2 separate regions of the Mus musculus genome follow, and region 1 is linked to region 2. A link is a contact called in public HiChIP or PLAC-seq data. All regions are on one chromosome and are shown on one strand. Each heading gives the region's core, a stretch centred on a gene start, on an enhancer-like site or on the middle of the called end of the contact. The rest is flanking DNA. Distances are from core to core; before and after follow the strand shown. Region 1 overlaps Pan3 (PAN3 poly(A) specific ribonuclease subunit). Region 2 overlaps 1700041I07Rik (a long non-coding RNA gene).

Region 1 (5,940 bases), core at 1,310-3,809, 740 kb after region 2:
CCATAAAACTGCTAGTTATTAAGAACTGTTTGAAACCACAGCCTGGATGTGGCTGTTCTTAAGAATTTATGTGCCATACTGGAAACTGGCCGTGATGTGCAGACGTGAGGCAGTGCTCTGCCTCCTGTAGGAAGCCTCATCTCATCAGTTTATCTTGTCAGTTGAGAGACGCTAGCAGTCCCTTGTTTGTAGTGTTTCCTTCTTTTCTATGAAAATGCACTTTCATAGATGTCATTATTGGTAATGAAGTGACATCATTATTTTATGCTGTCCCAGTTTTACCTTTTAAGTTAGAGTTACCTTATGCAGAGTTGATGTCTGTACTTTGTTAACTGTTGAGACGGGCTGGACAGAGTTGCAGTTGTGACTAAAATGTGTAAGTTACACATCAGAATTGTGTCACTTCTCATAGAGGTAGGTGACAGACAGGTGCTTGTGGGTTTTTCTTTTACAGCTTATCTTTAGTGTGTATGGGTATTTTGCTTGTATGTGTATTGTGCACTGCGTGTGTGTCTGGTGTCTTAGGAGGCAGAATATGACCTCAGATCCCCTGGAACTGCAGTGCACACAATTGTTGAGTCACTGTATGGATGCTGAAACTCTAACCCAGGACCTCTTAACCACTGAGCCATCTCTCCAGCCCTGCTTGGCTGTTTTGAAAATGAAGAGCCTCAGGATCATCTCTAATAATCGTCCTAATAAGAGGATGTGTGCTGAGCCAGTTTTAAGACCTCTTTCAGCCTGTATTTCAAAAAGGTGGCTCTTCTGTTCTGTGACTTTTCTTGGTATTTGATCCACCTGGTGACCCACCCATTCCTTCACTCTGCTGATGCATAGATCTGAGATCTCTGTTCTCAGGGCTGGCACTGCTGGGAAGAGGTGCATGCTGTTGTCAGTGTGCCCAAAGTAAAGCCTGATTCCAGTTCTTCTCCTCTCGATTTTCAGTTGTGCTGTCTTGGAGTTGATCATAGTTCCATATAGTGAACTTAAGCAGATAATTGTACAGCAGTCAACTTTCTGACAGAGTTACAGATGCCTTGAGACATAGTAGCCTAACAGTTCCTTTTCTCACCTTCTGTTCTTGTCCAGGCTGCTTGTGCCTCGTGGCTGCCACATTAATGCCTGCCTTCCCTCATTCCGGGGTCTTGGCTCCTTCCCTCTCCGGAGCGCACGCTCTATTGCCTCTCTTTTTTCTATCATTTATCCCTTGCCAGTGGAGCACACCCTCATGTACACCTTTCATGTGAGGTGAATTCATTAGTCCTTTGCAAATCTAAAGTACTTTCTCATTTTATACATTATTGATATATGATATTATATTTATATAATTCTAAACTGTCCTTATAAAATTTTATTTACATTTTTTAATACGAAATTTTAAAGTTTTGTAGAATAGTGAAAAATATCATCACTCTTTTTATACCTGACATTCTCAGTCTTTCCAGTTGTCCTCACCCTGACTAATTTATTGATAAAAATTTTATATTTACTTTCAGAGTTACAAGTATAAATATATTGTTTATCTCCCCCTTTTAAATACGTAAACATCATCACTTCTCACAGTATTTTTTTTTAAAGATTTATTTATTATTATATCTAAGTACACTGTAGCTGTCTTCAGATGCACCAGAAGAGGACTTCAGATCTCATTACAGGTGGTTCTGAGCCACCATATGGTTGCTGGGACTTGAACTCAGGACCTTCAGAAGAGCAGTCGGTGCTCTTAACCACTGAGCCATCTCTCCAGCCCCACTTCTCACAGTATTAATGTTAGAAATCATTTTGTTCAGCTCTGTTTGGAATTATGCAGGCTCCTACATGAAACACGAGCCTGCTGGGCTTCTCCCTCTGCCACCCTATGACGGAGGCATTGCTCCTGTGTGCAAGAACACACTGGAGGCAGACAGCTTAGCTACCTAGTCATGGACTGTTGATGCCATGAGCTACAGACAGTGCTGCAGGGGGACCTGGTCACCAAAGAATCGAGCAGCACTGGAGTCTTCAGAGAACAGAAGTGTTGCAAGGATTGTGTTGTACTGTTCGTGAGAGGCCTGACTGAAAATGTTTCCTTGGAAGTTGGGATTTTTTCCCAGCACCTTGGAGGCAGAGGCAGGCGGATTTCTGAGAGGACAGCCTGGTCTACAGAGTGAGTTCCAGGATAGCCAGGGCTACACAGAAAAACCCTGTCTCAAAAAAACCATTTAAAAAAAGTTGGGATTTTGTCTGTTGTGCTGTTGGTTGGTGCCCTTGCCTGCTGGAGGTTGCCTGTTTGAGGGCTTAGTTGTCTCTGACCGTGCTTAGGCTCATCCTCGGTAGATGTCTGTGTGTTTGATCAAATGGATCAAACCTTTTTTTATGACTCTGTGTTCAGGTTAAGAATGTTGTTTTATACTTAGAAATGAATGCGTGATCTCATGCTTTCTTCTAGAATGCTCGTGACTTCTTTCCCCCAGTCCATTGCTGCTGGTTCTCTGACTTCCTCTGCAAACCCTGTCTAGACACAGTGGCCCTTCCTAGTTCTTGCGAATTGCAGAGCATGCTTTTTTTCTGGGACTAGCAGCCTCAGCTTCCTCTTTCCAGGATAGGCTCATGTTTCAGCTCTGTCTACCCTCTTCTCAGAGCACCGTGTAGCTGGGTAGAATCCCTGCTTTCTCAGGTTACTGGAGTGACGTGTGTCCTACCAGACTATAGGTTCCTCCGGTCACTTAAAACTACCAGTGGTCTCTGGTTCTCCAGTTCCTCACAGCTTCACCTTCTGGTGAAGTGTAGAAGACTAAAAGCTACCTTGCTTTCTAAACATTTCCTCCTCTGTGTTCCTTGGTAAAGTGGAAACTTAGCTGATGCCTCTGTAACCTGGAACACGGAAGGAGGAGAGGACCTTACAGCCCTGGCTCAGAGACGTCTACAGACAGTTTTCTATTTTGTACTAGTCATAAAGATTGAATAGCATGTAAGGGGCAACTGTTCCTGTGAAGAGAATATGTGATATGTGTACTTTTGGGTTGGTTGAGATTTTTTAAGCACTTTTCAGAGCCCTTCCAATTTCTAATTAACTGGGGAAGATTAGATGAATCTTGCGTCTGAAAAAATATGGCTGTGTGGCATGTAGAGTGAGTTACTGAGGTCAAATGTTAACCCCCCAGGTTTCAGAAGGATCCAACCTGGTCAGAGACTGGAGACAGATACCTGTTGAAACTCTTTAGAGATCATCTTTTTCATCAGGTGACAGAAGCAGGTGCTCCCTGGATCGACCTCAGTCACATCATTTCTTGTCTTAACAAGGTACTTGTAAGGAAAAGAATCGTGTTTAATAGGTTCTTACTATGTCTGTGTGTGTGCGTGTGTGTGCACGTGTGTGTGTGTGTGTGTGTGTGTGTGTGTGTGTGTGTGTGTGCGTGCGTGTGCGTGCGTGCGCGCGCGCGCGCTCCTGCCCTGTGTGCACATACAAGGTCAGAGGACACTTTGGAGTTCCTCTGCTTTGTGCTGGTGTGTCATGCTTGGTGGCAAGCACTTGGGCCACTGGGAACTCACCTGCCTTGTAGATTTTTGAGATCACAGGATAGCTATTACAGCTTAAAGAGCCATCTTGTGTACAAGTGCTAGGATCCTGAAGAAGACAGGATGTATGTTTGCTGGACATTTTCTAAAGTGGGAATTTTTTGTCTGGGCACGGTGGCTCATGCCTTTAATCCCAACACTCAGAAGCAAAAGCAGGAGCGTCTACAGCAGTGTTCTCAACCCTCCTCATGCTGTGACCCTTTAATGCCGTTGCTCGTGTTGTGGGGACTATAACGTTGCTACTGTTATGAATTGTAATGTAAATATTTGATATGCAGGATATTTAATATGTGATTCTTAAGTGACTCAAAGGGATATCTGATCTGTGACCCAAAGGGGTTTTGACCCACAGGTTGAGAACTGCTGATGTAGAGTTTTCATATGCGAACCTTTTAATGTGATAAAGCATCATAAGATGACCATGGTCCTTCTTTTATACTTTGTTTTGTAGACATGTCATTTTGTTTTATTAAGTAGTATGATTGCATGCATTCAGTATGTTTGCATATATGTAGATACATGTGTAAGTATGATAAAAGAGACCAAAGGGGAAAGGGAAGGGCTGACACCCAAGGTTGTCCTCTGACCTCCACCACATGCACCCACATGGGGTGGGGTGGTCTGCAGTGAATCACAGCCTTCGTATAAAGTCAGGGTTAAACAGGGACCTGCTCCACACACTTGATTTTTTGTTTGTTTACTTATATTTTAAATCGCTTGCAAACTGACACTTTTTTGTTTTTAAAATGTGGGAGGAGAGTGTATTTATGTTGCTCCCCCTCAGATCTGTGGAAATATTTTCTGCCTCAGCACACTGTGCCTACCCTTGAAGTAGCGGAAGAGCAGGTAAACCGTGCACGGCAGACCTGCTGACTCCCAGGCTCGGCTCTGCTGCTCAGTGCTGTGGGCCTCTCATCCACCTTGTGTGCCTTACTTTCCCAACTCTCTAACTTCTCTTAAAGGGAGAACAGTGGGGGGATCCATAAGTAGGAAACATTCCTAACAGATCTCATAGCTTGGTATTGTTAGTATCAGTTAGTAATTAAAACTTTTGTTTTGTTTTTTTTTAAATGTAGATACTGACAGTGGTACTTACAGTAAGCTACAGACAGTCGTCTTGAGAAGACTGGATTTCATATCCTAAAAAAGTAAATCTTATTTCAAATCTGAAGTGCCAATTCCCCAAATTTAATGAGTATAGTAAAAAGGAAGCTAACCATATTGATTAAGGTCTAAAAATCTGCAAAAGGCCATTTTTATGGAAATGATGACAGAAATTGTTGGTAAAATATTTTGAAAGTTTTAGGCCTCAAGTGAAATGTAAAGCTTTTTAATGAATCAATTAGTGGGATACTGAAAGAAGAAGCTTAAAAAAAAAATGAAAACCATATCCTAAATATTGTTACCAAACCCCAGTAATGGAATACGTAGACAGAGATCATAAGCTGGAACCCATAAAGGAAGCTACAGAGATGGATTACGGTGGTGCACACCCTTAATGCCAGCACTCAGGACACCGAGGCAGGAGGATCTTTGAGTTGTGAGGCCAGCCTGATCTACAGAGAGAGTTCTGGGACAGCTAGGACTACACAGAGAAACCCGTCTCAACAAACAAGCAAACAGAAAAATAGGAAGGTACTCGTTTGACATGGAGCGGCTGGTAGTTGTTATAACTCATTGGTAACATGTAATTGACGTTCTTTGGAGAGCAGCTTGGCTGTGGGTACCACGCTGTGAAGACATTCATGCTCACATTTGATAGTGCCCTGAAGGTTGCCTCCTAAGTTGTACACTGCAAGTGCATTCTGCTCTGTACTGGTATTTATAATATAGAAAGTGGAAACTATTGAGTAAATAATTAGTGTCAAGTTGGCAGAAGATAGGAATCAAACACATTCTAAACACTAGGGCAGGCAGAGGAAACATAGCAATGTTTCTTTGAATTCTTATGAATTTTGACCCATGGTGTAAGCTGTTTATGGAAATCTGAAAGGGACTGTGATAGAAATAACTTTAATTTATTATAGTATTTCATTCATCATCGTCAAAAATGTTGTCCTAAAATAGATTAATCTTCCTCACAGTACGTACTGCATATTTTTTATACTTTACCTCTTTCAGCTAGATGCTGGTGTGCCAGAAAAAATCAGCCTGATTTCCAGAGACGAGAAGAGCGTGCTGGTGGTGACATACAGTGACCTAAAACGCTGCTTTGAAAATACCTTTCAAGAACTGATTGCGGCTGCAAATGGTCAGTTGTAGTATTTGCTAAAAATGTTGAGAGGGCATGGTGAAGGACCAAGCCTCTAGCCAGTTTGCACTACGGCTGAACTGTCCTCCATCTCCTGCCACCAGGGGGAGGAGCAGGAAGGAGCGAAGCTT
Region 2 (6,796 bases), core at 1,042-3,541:
AAAGTCTAGAACCAGAGCTGAGATGTTGGGGTGGCATGACAGACAGCATTTGTAGCCCAAAGTCTGGATTTTGTAGGTTTGTACCCAAGGCTACAAGTCACGTGATGCAACCAAGATGCTTGCTTCCAGAACACCTTAGACCCAACGTGGGTTAGATTTTCAATTAATTTCTAGTTGCTGTATATTCAGAATACTTTTATTGTCAAAATTTTCATAACTCCTGCATTCAGTGATACAACTCTGTGTTAGGTCTCCAAACCTCCTAGAAAGCTGGGGTTTAGAACACATTCAAAAGCAGCTGACCCTCAGTTGAGACGCAGATGCCTCTCCCTATACCCCCAAGACAAGATTCTCACTCCATAGCCCTGGCTATCCTGGAACTCTAGACCAGGCTGGCTCCAAACTCACAGGAGATCCACCTGCCTCTGCCTCCTGAGTGTGGGCAGGGATCAAAGGCATGTGTCACCCTGCCCAGCTGCAGATACCTTTTTGAAGGTTCTCACGAGGCGCATTTTCTTTTCCTTCAGGGAACAAAAGAGAGAGCATGTATCGCACTGTGCAGGCTCAGCCTTGGCTCCCTCTGGCTGCCCGGTGGCACAGCAGCATGGATCTGAATAACATTTCTCTCTGTCACTTTCTGACAGTAGCTACTAATTGTCTCGTTGCTATGAGGGAGGAGAAAGGCAACCGGTGATTTAAGGAAGGCAGAGTTTGTTTTGACTCACATACAGTCCCTCATGGTGGGAGACTCTAGGCATGAGAGCTGTGTCCCCAGTCAGGAAGTGGGCAGCAGTGAATGTACCTCATGCCCAGACACCTTCCTTCTTCTATGGTTCAGGACTTTGGGCCAGGGGAATGGTGCCTTCCACGTTTAAGCTGAATCGTTCCATCTCAACCTAACCAACATAATCCCCACTTTTCACATAAATATGTCCAGAAGCTTGTCTCCTGGGTGATTCTAGATCCGGTCAAGTTGACGAACAACATCATGGTAGCTTTAATGTGGTTTTTGAGAAAGGAGAGATAGTCAGGTCTTCTTTCCTGAGCCTTTAATCCCAGCACTCAGGAGGCAAAGACAGGTGAATCTCTATGAGCCTGCTCTATACAGTGGGTGGGGGAGGGGAGGGGAGAGGAGAGGGGGAGGGGAGGGGGAGGGGGGACACATGATTTCTTCAAAACTGTGCCATCCAGTTGAAGAGAGACATTTTAAGGGCAGTACACCACACCTGGGATTTTCTGAAAAGTTCTGGCAACATCCCCATTTGAGATTAATTTGACAAGTGCCGATCTTGTGGTTTCTAGTGTGACAGGGTTCCTTGAGGACATACTGTCTCCTTTGTCAACCATCCAGTGATCACACACTGACAGCATTCCCCTTCCTCTTCTCTTTCCCCTCTGCTGCTCTTTCTTGTCCCTCTCCACTTCTGATGCTGCCCTTTCTGCCTCCCCATCCTCCCTTCCTCTCACTCCTTCCTCCATATTTTTCCTCAGATACCAGCAAGGTTCGTCGCGCCTCTGAGTGTTCACTTGCCATCCTTCCTCCCTAGAACTTCCTCCCTCCTTTTTAGCATGGGAGACATTCAACCTCAGATCCCAACCTATATGTCACCTCCTCAAGGAGGCCTGGCCCGAGCCTGGTGTCACACCCATGACAACTGGGAAACTGTCGGGTGGTATTTTTGTTCACTGGCAGGGAAGAGTACACACTCAGTAAATCGTTGTTACTGAATGAACTGAAACTCATAAAAGTGCATATCCAACTCCAGAGGAGGTCAAAAGTCTGCCCTGAAGGTGTTACCCAGGGTAGCCCATTTGCCTAGCGTGTAGGAGGCCCTGGATCCATCACCACTACCACTACGGAGGGAAAAGAGTAAAATAGTTCTGATATATATGCCCCGCAGTGGTGGTGCACACCTTCAATCCCAGCACTTGGGAGACAGAGGCAGGTGGATCTCTGCGTTTGAGGCCAGCCTGGTGTACAGAGCGAGTTCCAGGACAGCTAGGGTTATACTGAGTAACCCTGTCTCATTTTTTTTGTCTGATATATTCAGTTTATTATGTTGCAGGCAGCATAATAAATGAATTGTCTCCTCCTCCAGCACTGGCAGTACCCCTCCCTGCTGACTTCTCCAGTTTGAGGGTCATATATCAGGCCTTTGCTTCCCAATTTGTTCCTCATCTTGCTCAACTCAAATAACTCTGGGAAATGCAACCCCCTAGCCCTGAGAAAGTCTCGAGAACTGTGTTTAACTTCCCCAACCCAAACTCTCTCATTTCCTCCAATGCTGCTCACTTCTCCCTGCAAGCTGGGTTTATTTTGGTTTATTCTCTATCTGCAGAATCAGGGTTTAACTGTCAGGAGCCTGCACTGCAAATCTGGGGCTCTGACTTGTGGCTTTGCTGTCTCCTCCACATTCACATTTATACATCAGCACCCAACGGACCTCCTTCCCCGACCCTGGTCGGCCCACTGAGGATGCCTTCTGAGAGGCCATGCTTCCCCCAGAGAACGACTCAGATGTTCAAGCAGGGTCCTCGGTGGTAAAACACGGGTATCGCTTTCACTTCTACAGAAAAAGAAAAAAAGAACTGCATGATTATAATATATTGCAAGACTCAGGCAATGCCAAACAACAACAACAAAACCACCCTGAATTTTTAGAATAAAGAAACTTCTGGAACTCCAAAAGTGACCAAATTAATAAAGTGTTTGCTAGGCAAAAATGAGGACCTGAACTCCATCCCTAGCACATGAGCTAAAGCAGGGCATAGACCACGGGTGGATGTAATCCCAGAGGTGAGGAGGTAGAGACAGGAGAATGAGCTCTGGGTTCAGTGACAGACACTGCCTCAAAAACTAAAGTGTAGTTTAGGGATGAACCTGACTGGGGTGGCAAGGGAATGAAGAAAAGAGACAGACAGACAAGACAGACAGACAGACAGATACAGAGCAAGCTGGGATTGGGAGGCCTATGCTCCCAGATGGAGAAACTCCAGTTCCCGGGAAGTTCAGGGTGCTAATTATAGAATTGAACTTAGAGGTGGGGTTTTTGAATAGAGCTAAACAAGGAGGGGTCGTATCGCATACTGTTAAGAAGGAGGCAGGGTTTATGGTTTACAGATGTGTAACAAGGGTAGATTTAGCTGATCTAGGTGGGAGCAGTCTTGGTAGGGGAGCAGTCTTCAGGCCATAAACCTCTGGAAAGGAGAAAGCTAATGAGGACCCCCCACCCCCAGAAACCTAACTTTTTTCCACTAGCTGTCATCTCTTCAAGCTTCCACCACCTCCCAAGAACACCACAGGGTAGGGACCCAGCCTTCAACATCTGGCCTGTGGGAGGCATTGGTGGCTATAGGGGTGATGGCTACAAAACATGATGAGGTACGTTTAAAACCACTGAATTTTAAGATAAGGTCTCTCTATGTAGCCCTGGCCTTCCTGGAACTCACTCTGTAGACCAGGCTAGCCTCAAACTCAGAGATCTGCCTGCCTCTGCCTCTCTATTGCTGGGATTAAAGGTGTGCGCCACCACCCCCAGCTAAAACCAATGAACCATACATTTGCAAATAGCTAACATTTTATCTATTTACATTACGTATGTGTTGCCACAACAAAAATTAACAATCAGAAAACACCAGAGAAGTCTCCCTGGGACTTAGGGGATAAGACAGAATGCCAAAAGCCGGGTGTGGTGGCGCACGCCTTTAATCCCGGCACTTGGGAGGCAGAGGCAGGCGGATTTCTGAGTTCGAGGCCAGCCTGGTCTACAAAGTGAGTTCCAGGACAGCCAGGGCTACACGGAGAAACCCTGTCTCAAAAAACCAAAAAAAAAAAAAAAAAAAAAAACAAAAAAACAAACAAACAAAAAAAACAACCCAGAATGACCCAAAGAATCCATCACTTTGGCTGCTTTGGCTGACATACAGACCAACCCCCTTTGGGGGGGGGGGTGTCACATATTGGACATCCTGCACACAGATGTTTACATTATGATTCATAACAGTAGCAAAATTGCAGTTATGAAATAGCAAGAAAATAATTTTATGATTGGGGGAGTCACCACATGAGGAACTGTATTAAAGGGTCACAGCATTGGGAAGGTTATGACCCACAGCTGTAAATCCTCCTTTTCTGTCCCCCCACCCTAACCCTTTTCATGTCCTTTTAGTTCTTCCTAGAGATCACCTGTCACCTTCAGGGTCTTGATGCAAAGGTGCAGAAAAAGAGATGCATGAAATATGCTTGTGAGTAACATCAGCCCAGGCCTGGGAGCCTGATGCCCTGCCTACCTGCATCCATCCGTGCTTTGTGATAATAGACCTTCGAGTTCCCGAGAGGCACCTTCACCTCCTCTTTTGCATCAGTGCTCACGCTTTGGATTAGGGAGTCAGCTTCTGAGTTGGCCACCTGCCTTCTGAAAGATTCAGCATCTTGCCTCTTCCTCCCTGTAAACTCTCAGAATTGCCAAAAAGCGGAGGCCTTTATACCACCTTGGGGGAAGCCGGACAGAAGCCTCTAGACACCCAAGCCGGAGACCTGGGTATTGTCCGTCTTTCCTTTTACTTCGCAGCCCTATCTCTTCCTGATGCCCGGTCTCTCGTATTGGGTTCTTTTCCTTTCGAAGCCCCACCTTCATAGTGCTTGGGAGCAGCTCTCTGTGACTCTCGCTGCACCAGCCACTGCCTCACCTCACTCTCCTCTAGTCTGTGGTCCTCCCGTCCCTTCTCTACGTGCTTGCCCAGTTACCATCTCCAGTTGCAGATCTGGTCATGGTGCTCCTTGTTGAGGAAACACAACCCCCATTGCCAACGCCTCCCCGACTGCAGCCCCATCTCTCTTCCCACCCACTTCCAGCCTCACTCCAACATCCGGAAGTTCACTGCCTTCTAGGGTGCTTCCATTAGCCTCCGTGTCTGCCCACAATTGCCCCTTCTGTCAGGAGAGATCACATGGATTGTTCTCTGTTGAACCGTCTGTTTACAAGTGCTGTTCCTTGTCGTTACAGTAGTTTCCGTTCCACGGAGTCCTGGCTTGGGCAAGGAATTATTAGATCAGGCTACAGTTGCTCTTCATTCTTCTCCTGGAAAATCTCTCTCACTCCCCCAAGATCTGATGGGGTGTTAGAAGTCCTGAGGACATATTCTGCAGAGAAAATAGGGTGTACCATCCGTGTTTCTTCTCTCTACCTTTCATGCATCAATTACTACTGTATATAGCAGGGTGGGTCATCTTTTCAAAGAATATGTATTAATATTATGTGTATGTGCTTGTGCCTGGAGGGTATATATGTGTACCACATGCATGCAGGAACCCGTGGAGGTCGCAAGAAGCACCAGGTCACCTGGAATTGGAGGTATAGATAATTATGAGCTGTCATGTGGGTTCTGGGAACTGAACCCGGTTTCTCTGCCAGGAACACTAAGTACTCTTTCACTGTGTAGCCCTGGCTGTCCTGGAACTCACTCTGTAGACCAAGCTGGCCTCAAACTCCCAAAGGTCCTCCTGCCTCTGCCTCCCGAGCGCTGGGATTACAGCTTCCTGGAAAACCCTGAGCACTCTTAACCACTGAGCATCTCTCCAGCCCCATGTATCCTGTTTCCACTATCTCATGTCTGTATTCTCTGTTAGAATTTTTTTTCTTTTAAATCATTTATCTATTTACGTCCTTTCCCTGTGTGTGCATATGTGGAGACACACACGTGGAGGTCAGAGGACAACTTGTAGGAATCCGTCTCTCTTTCCACTGCTCTAAGTCCTGGGTGTTGAACTCAGCTCCAGGGCCTTGGTAGTAAACATCTTTGCCCACTGAGCCACCTGTATGTCTCTCTTGAGTGTGACATCTCTTTGCCTCCTCTGTACTCAGAAGAGACCCTGGCAGAGAGCCAGTAATGTTTAATTCCTTCTGAACTTTCTGTCATAAGGGAGTGTTATGACATATAATGTAGCGAGGGAGTACCTGGTAGGCCCATGCCAAGGTCTCCCCCCTGAGAAATTATGCCATGCAACAGATCTAGTATAAGGGATTTATTTGGGGGAAGGGAGGGGAGTGAAGGCCTGGACAAAGGGTAGAGGCAGACAGATGGAAGTAGAGCCACCCACAATGGCAGAGAAGAGGATGGGGCACAGAGAAGGAAAGAGAGGGAGGAAGGGAGGGAGAGAACTTGTGAGGAGAGAGAGAGAGAGAGAGAGAGAGAGAGAGAGAGCGCTGGGGTAGCTAGCAGTCCTTTTATATGCTGGTGACAGCAGATGGTGATGTGAGCTGTTGCTAGGTCTTTAGGAGGTGCCTAGTAGAATCGCCTGTAAGCTAACAGGGAGGAAGCCATGCGTGGGTGCTAAGTAAAGATGTCCATTCGAGTCAGAAGTGGAAGACTTACATTCAGGTCAGAGCAGCCTTCGGGAAGGTGTTCTTTCTAAGTTATTTATTTAGGTCAGGGTTTTCTGTATTCTGAGCTAGGCTCAAACTTACTCTATAGTCAAGAATGGCTTTGAACTCTTTGTTGTTTTACTTTGTTGAAACAGGGTCTCTCTGCATATCTACAAATCCCTGGCTATCCTGAAACTCACTCTGTAGACCAGGACCTCGAACTCACAGAGATCCAATCGCCTCTGCCTCTGGAGTGCTGGGATTAAAAACATGCGCCACACCCCTCTCTGTGAGTTTAAGGTCAGCCTGGTCTACAAATTAGGTTTCAGATTCCAACCCGACAGGGCTACAGAATAAGAACCTGTCTCAAAACAAACAAACAAACAGCAAACAACATTATTTTCAACTCTAGCCATCCAATCATTGCCTCA

What was found. HiChIP or PLAC-seq counts read pairs in DNA pulled down with a chosen protein or histone mark.
Region 1: a contact with region 2 is called in an H3K27ac HiChIP or PLAC-seq map of microglia, with 9 times the contacts expected there. The contact joins two enhancer-like sites. A contact is called at or near these places in 2 of 115 datasets of contacts at active chromatin or transcription factors (bone marrow-derived macrophages and microglia) and 1 of 9 other capture datasets (pancreatic islet).

What each region holds. Positions count from the first base shown.
Region 1 is chr5:147,539,927-147,545,866 of GRCm38.p6, forward strand. It overlaps Pan3 (PAN3 poly(A) specific ribonuclease subunit), which reads left to right. Exons shown (of 19, transcript NM_028291.5): 17 at 3,144-3,282; 18 at 5,680-5,809. Among named protein-coding and RNA genes, the nearest start is that of Pan3, 110 kb to the left of the region's middle. Within about 2 kb of position 2,560, at least 35 of the 459 cell types and tissues checked have an H3K27ac peak or open chromatin away from gene starts, as enhancers often do. A contact at or near this core is called in bone marrow-derived macrophages and microglia, where this site is marked.
Region 2 is chr5:146,803,865-146,810,660 of GRCm38.p6, forward strand. The region is part of intron 1 of 1700041I07Rik (a long non-coding RNA gene); the gene reads left to right. Among named protein-coding and RNA genes, the nearest start is that of 1700041I07Rik, 11 kb to the left of the region's middle. Within about 2 kb of position 2,292, at least 54 of the 459 cell types and tissues checked have an H3K27ac peak or open chromatin away from gene starts, as enhancers often do. A contact at or near this core is called in bone marrow-derived macrophages and microglia, where this site is marked.